2 separate regions of the Mus musculus genome follow, and region 1 is linked to region 2. Evidence: chromatin contacts called from public HiCAR-type data. All regions are on one chromosome and are shown on one strand. Each heading gives the region's core, a stretch centred on a gene start, on an enhancer-like site or on the middle of the called end of the contact. The rest is flanking DNA. Distances are from core to core; before and after follow the strand shown.

Evidence for each region. HiCAR-type assays count read pairs that join an accessible place to other places.
Region 1: a contact with region 2 is called in a HiCAR-type map of astrocytes, with 2.9 times the contacts expected there. The contact joins two enhancer-like sites. A contact is called at or near these places in 2 of 484 Hi-C or Micro-C datasets (the N1E-115 cell line and neural progenitor cells) and 2 of 115 datasets of contacts at active chromatin or transcription factors (astrocytes and neural progenitor cells).

What each region holds. Positions count from the first base shown.
Region 1 is chr12:53,980,188-53,983,224 of GRCm38.p6, reverse strand. All of the region lies in intron 6 of Npas3 (neuronal PAS domain protein 3), which reads right to left. Among named protein-coding and RNA genes, the nearest start is that of Gm35614, 150 kb to the right of the region's middle. Within about 2 kb of position 1,569, at least 38 of the 459 cell types and tissues checked have an H3K27ac peak or open chromatin away from gene starts, as enhancers often do. A contact at or near this core is called in astrocytes, where this site is marked.
Region 2 is chr12:53,579,901-53,583,216 of GRCm38.p6, reverse strand. All of the region lies in intron 3 of Npas3 (neuronal PAS domain protein 3), which reads right to left. Among named protein-coding and RNA genes, the nearest start is that of Gm35614, 250 kb to the left of the region's middle. Within about 2 kb of position 1,841, at least 4 of the 459 cell types and tissues checked have an H3K27ac peak or open chromatin away from gene starts, as enhancers often do. A contact at or near this core is called in astrocytes, where this site is marked.

The sequences.
Region 1 (3,037 bases), core at 320-2,819, 400 kb before region 2:
AGGAGGATAAATGGGTACATGAGCGCACACACGTGTATGCACACACCTGCACTGGGGGGGGGGTATGGAGATAAACATAACATACAGATATGTTTGAAATGTGTATGAATGCCTGAATGGCTAGAAAGGTCTGTGAAGGTTAACATCTGATTGCAGGTATGAAGTACATAAGGTCACTCTGAATATCGGGTGGAATAGTTCCACCACAGAGGATCAGGCTGTTGAGATGTCCAAAGGCAGAGGTTACATGTACTGAAGGGCTAAGCAGGCCACCACCTCCAGCTGTATCTGAATGTTGCTGTGAGGCTATGTGAGTACTGCTCAGGGCTCAAGGGGAGGACTCATGGGCACAGGAAACAGCAGCAAAATGGTCATCACCAGGCCTTCATGATTCTGTTAGGCCAGCTAGCTTTGGGGTTGCCCACTCTCTAGGAGTCAATTAAAGTTTGAGTAAACTTCCTTGAGAGACAGTTGATGAAGCCTGAGCAAGACTTGTTATGCTTGGATTCTGCTGGTTCAGTTTTCCTGAGCACAAACACCTCCAGGGAGGAAGGAGCAGGGTTGGCTCTGGGAGAGGAAAACACAGTGGTAAAAATAAGGCCAATTCGACATCTTGATGGTATGTAGGGACCCTCGTATACAGAGGAGCAGGATTCCAGTACAGCCAGAACTAATTCACTGGTTTCTCTAACCACATGCTTAGCTTTCAGAACCTCTCCTTAACAAACTCCCGAGTCATGGTGCCTTTCTTCCTTTATGCATAGTGAGCATTGCCCACTGCCTGCTGGTTTTCTTCAGGGTCTTATGTATGTAATAAATCTACCAAAGAGACAGCCTACAGCGGGCCATTATGCAGTCACCCCCCTCTCCCCGCTTTAGTAATGTTGACTCCACTTAGCACTGAGTATAGTGTGCTGTAGGATCTGAGAGCTTGCAGGTGGGAGTTTGGCATCTAGTCCCAGGCCTCGATGATGGAGAAGCAGTGGCGTGGGTAAGGCAGTATCTTTGGCCTTTGTCTAGGAGACTGGGGCAGCTGCTCAGAATGCAAAGCTAGCTTCCTAGAGACAGTTGCTTTTGTCCTTGTGAAATACTTGGCTTTTCTTTATGAGCCCTGGCTGGACTTCTTATTGCTTTGGTGGCATCAGGGATGACTCAGAGACCAGGAAGCAAGTGTTGTGACTGTCACTGTCTCAGGGCAGTTCCATTCAGGCCTGTTGTCCTTTTAGTTGTTCAGCGGAGACATGTTTAGTTTGGTTTTACCTGTGCCAGCTCAGTCTGGGATGGGGTACAGAGACAGACTCTCAAAGGAGGACACTCTGGCTATAAACCTGCCAGGTCCTTCCCAGCTCTACCCCTTCCCTGATTGGTGTTTTCACATCTCCCAAGGATGGGAATTTTCAGAACAAAGCCCAGTACTTGGAGTGGTTATTTGCATGTCAATTTCCGGAATGCTTCTCCAACTTTCCCTTGTGCCATAGTGATGCTTTTGTATCTCTTCTGCTGGGGATAAATGGAGAGGAAGGGCTCGAAGTGGGTCAGCGCAGTGTCCTGGCACTTCCTTTGGCTGAGTCTTTGCCCAATGGGGTGGAAGCCAGACTTCCTTCTCCCTGGCCCTTCAGCTCCCCTATGCAGCCTTGCAGATCTGGGAGGTCTGCGTTCTTTATTGCAGCTTTGGGGTGAGCAGGCACCTGACCATGGGAATATTCTTTCCTCCGGTCACAGGCGTCTGTGAGGGACCCTAGTGGGGTCTAATGATGGTGCTTGCTGTGTTCTCACCATCTTTCCCTTTAACCCATTTCTTGCCTGTCCATATTCCTGGCTGGAAATAGTGTATATGTGTGTGTGGGGGGGGAAGGGCAGCGGGAGAGCAAATGGCAGGAGCAAGCTAGGGTTTCTTTTCCTGTGAGACAGTATCCAGGTCCTGCCTTACGGTCAATCAACTGTAAGTATCCTGTAGCACTGTCATAAAATGTGAGAATTAAAACATCTTTTTTCTATCAAAAGAGTCTTTGAAGTTATAGTCTTGGATGAATCTCGCAGAAGGGCATACAGGAAACAGTGTTCTACACACAGACTTTTTTTTTGTCTAGTTCCCTATCATGTGGGAAGTTCCTCCACACTAGTGTCTAAAAAGCAATTTTCTGGTCACTTTTCAAAAGGTCCCAACTGTGGCCTATGGGGATACTTGGGACCCCTGGGACCAAGACCATGGCTTGCCGTCTAGCAGGCTACCATGAAGAGGGTGTGGCACTTCTGAGCATGGACAGAATTCAAATAGTTCCCGCCGTCACCTGACATTCTGTTCTATTAAAATGATATTTTAAAAATTATATTAATTTTACCTTGGCAAATGTTTACTATGTAGATATAAGGTAATCAGAATGTTTATTATATAGTACACACATGTATTACATATTACAGCAGTAAAGCAACATCTAGTAAATTAAAAAGCAGGCGGAGGCCTCCGTTGTGAAGGTGAGTTTAAGCTACATGTCCTCCTCCAGCGGAACTGTGAGAGCTGTTGTTCTAGAAAGCCCACGTCTGCGCTTAGAGCTGGATTGTAATGCAAGACATTGGAATGTGCTATAGCATTGGGGAAAATCTACTCATATGATGAGCTAGATTTTATAGTTCTTAGGTAGTTTTGATTATAAAAATGTATCCCATTTTCTAGCATACTATCATGACTCTAAGGTATTTTCAAGTTTTTTTTTTTTGTTTTTTTTGTTTTTGTTTTTGTTTTTTTTTTTAAGACAGGGTTTCTCTGTATAGCCCTGGCTGTCCTGGAACTCACTTTGTAGACCAGGCTGGCCTTGAACTCAGAAATCTGCCTGCCTCTGCCTCCCAGGTGCTGGGATTAAAGGCATGCGCCGCCACTGCCTGGCTCCAAGTGTTTTTTAAATTAATTTTACTTTATGTGTATGAGTATTTTGTTTGCCCGTATGTCAGTGTCTGATGCCTGCAAAGGCCATAAGAGGAACTGGGTCCCCTGGAAATGGAGTTACAGACAGTTGTGACCTACCAGACGAGTGCTTGG
Region 2 (3,316 bases), core at 592-3,091:
CACTTTCATAACTTCAACATCCTGAGAGATGCAATAGCACATATTAAATCACACATGGTGTCAGAAACAGGTCCATGGCCTCTTGGCTCAACTGGTGCCATTATACTTATGCAGTTATAAGAAAGCTTGTAAATACTGAAATATTATTGGGAAACAAAGATCAATGTTAAAATATTAAAAATCAATATCTTACAATAAATGGCTTAAGAAAAAATTGTTTCTATGCTGTGTTGTTTAGGAAATTGAGAATTTAGACTGTTGGTGGGTTTCACCCCTAGTATGTATTGTTCTTATTGTTCTCATATTTAATGGTCATATATATTCATTATCAGTGTCTTGGTAATGCTACCAATGCACTACCATGTATTTAAATCTAATCAGTGGTGACATTTTAACCTTCAAGCTCTCCCACAGTCTGTACTATGCTCAGTTTTGACAGAACCATCAGAGAGCATCTCACAAGACCACCATTACATCCTACAAGTTTGTCGGCATGACGATAAAACTTCAAGTTTTCAAAGTTTAAAATGGAATATATCTTTCATGCTTCAAGTAGCACACTGCAGAGTTCAAACTGTGCTAATTTAAAAGTGGCTCCTGACTTATAGTGGTTGTGCTATTCTCAAGAGTTCAGTCAGTATCACGAGTTCATTACATTTGTATGTTTGGTATTATGTGGTAAGTGCGGAAAAAGCTTACAAACATGACTGTAGGACTCAAAGTTAAAAGAATGAATTTAATACATACATACACATACATATGTAGACATAAACATCTATCTATCTATCTATCTATCTATCTATCTATCTATCTATCTATCTATCTATGTGTCTGTCTATCTATCTATCTATCTATCTATCTATCTATCTATCTATCTATCTATCTATCTATCTAAACAAGATTTTTCTTGATAGCTATCCAATCAAGCATCATTTTACACTTGCAGAACTTGAACCTAGACATTCTTAAAGATCCTTATATTTTTGATCAAATAAAACATGAAATCTCTGAGAAGTTTTTAACCACAGAGAATGATACTCAAAGTCCATTTTAATTAAGATTTGGGTCCCTTGCTTGGATACCTGGAATACAGACAATCTTATAATTCTTCAAATGTACACATTAACCTCTGTGCCATGGATTTGAATTACTGTAAGACTGACCCTAACACATAATTAAATTACATCTTTCTCATGATCTATAACACCTATGCTTGGTGCTTATCCCAATCACTTCCTACTTGAGTGACTGTAGATTTAACTGTTACAATAATCTGTTACATGAACCCAAGGTCTGTTCTAAATACTTTTATACATATTTATCTTACTCCTGTAAAAATAAAGAAAAATAGCATCTGAATTCCACATTTTTTTCTTACTTTGCCTTCATTTTTCTCTTCTTTTATAGCATTAAACCCTTCTAATTGTAAAAGAGCATTCAACTCATAAACATAAAACAGGGATAACAACTCAAATGTTAGTTAGGACCAAAAAATATAAAACAAACAAAAAAAATCAATAGGTGGATGCATTGTTGGATGGAATGGAAAATGGAGGGTGTGGAGAAAGAAGAAAGAAAGCAATGAAGGAAGGGTGAACGAGGATTTGGGGTGAGGGGTCAGAGACAGAGCAGAATCCTGTGTTTCCTTGATGGGATTCACAGGCTCACTCTTGTGAGTTTGTCAGATGTTGCCTACCCTGCAAAAGCTGAGTTTGCTAAGGCTCACATCCAGTAAAAGAGTGTGTGATTTTCTTCTACTCGTCCCAGCAAAGACTTTGCCTGTGCTATGAAAGTGACTCACTCTCGAAGAGGGCAAAGCAACCAAGTTCTTCTTTTAAAAGCTGAGTCATAAGCCTAATCTCAGCATCACTGGCAGAAGCAACTTTACCCTACTTGGGGGCTGAGCTATGAGGCAAAGATGCTGCCACAAAAGAAAACGAAAATGCTAACACCAAGAGACGGGTGAATGAATACTAGGTTGCACGCCAGCTTAGCTTTGTTGCATGGATGTACAGAGGTTCAGTTCTAGGGCTCCTCCATTTGAGGCCTTAATGGTAGAAATCTACTGGAAAGGGTACAAAGAACCCTGCCCAGGGGCCTCACCTACGTATGAGTTGCACTTATTAAGTGATATGTTGTTTGCTATGACAGAGCAGTATCATACAATACACAGGTCATATGTGGCCATGCCTTGTAGCAATCATAGGCTACAGCTAGGATTGATAAATAGGAGAAGAGCAATTCTTTTTGTCCCCATTTTCCATTGATTAGATACCAGGCATGTTTAGTTAAAGTATCGCCAGATTATAAATAATGTTGTACCTCTGTTCATTTACACAAAAAAGGACTTCGAAGGTTAGCCAGCTGACTACAAAGCTACCTTCTCTGTATAAGTTATTCTCCCAGAATCCTCTGCAACAAAGACACTGAGCTATGCAGGTGGTGGTTCAGTGACTACTGCTTCTGCTTCTCATCTTGCAGTGCTGAAAAGCTGTATTTCTCTCTTGAACAAATGAGATCCTGTTGTATCTCTGTGTCTGACTATTATGTATACCAAAGGTGAATGTAACAGGAAAACACAAACAAAAACAAAAACACAGGATTGGATAGTCCTGACAGAAGTCCAGAGGCCAGCAAATTTGTGATCGCTGGACCCAGTAGAACATTGCTCAGTCTTCCCAGACATGTATCTTGGAAGGGCAGCTCCTCAGAGCTCCATGAGGCTCTCTTTGTCCTGGTACAATCTGACTGAGCTGACTGGGCAGAAACGAATCATCTGGGAAGTTTAGTGGAAACCATAGCAGAGATCTCACTTTGGGGAGAGCCTTGGAGATATACGAATTCCCAGGTATTCCTGATCACACAGTATCAGTATAAGTATAAGTGAAGAAAGCACTTATATGTGCACCTTCTCAAGGACTCAGGGGAGGGGACACTTGACCTAACCCAGAAGAGTTGAAGTGACACTTGCCAGGATGATAAATAACGTCTTACACAGTGGCACGACAGCACAAGGCCCCTGCGTCAGTGAATGAAGTTCAGAAAGGATTCTCTGCAAAGACCTGGAAATGTCAGTGCTTCCAATCTTCCTAATGGAAAGATAAGATTCTTGCTGTATGCAAGCAGCAGGGCTCCTGACAGCAGGACTACAAAAATCCAAGGATTTATTTCGGTACATCTGTTTTGTAGCATACCCTTATTTTTATCTTATATTTGTTTGCACTATTCTTGAATTAAAATTACTGATGATCATGGGTAGTAGCAACTTTTTTGTTTTTTTTTTAAAGCAAAACACATACTCAGCATTTCTGAGTAG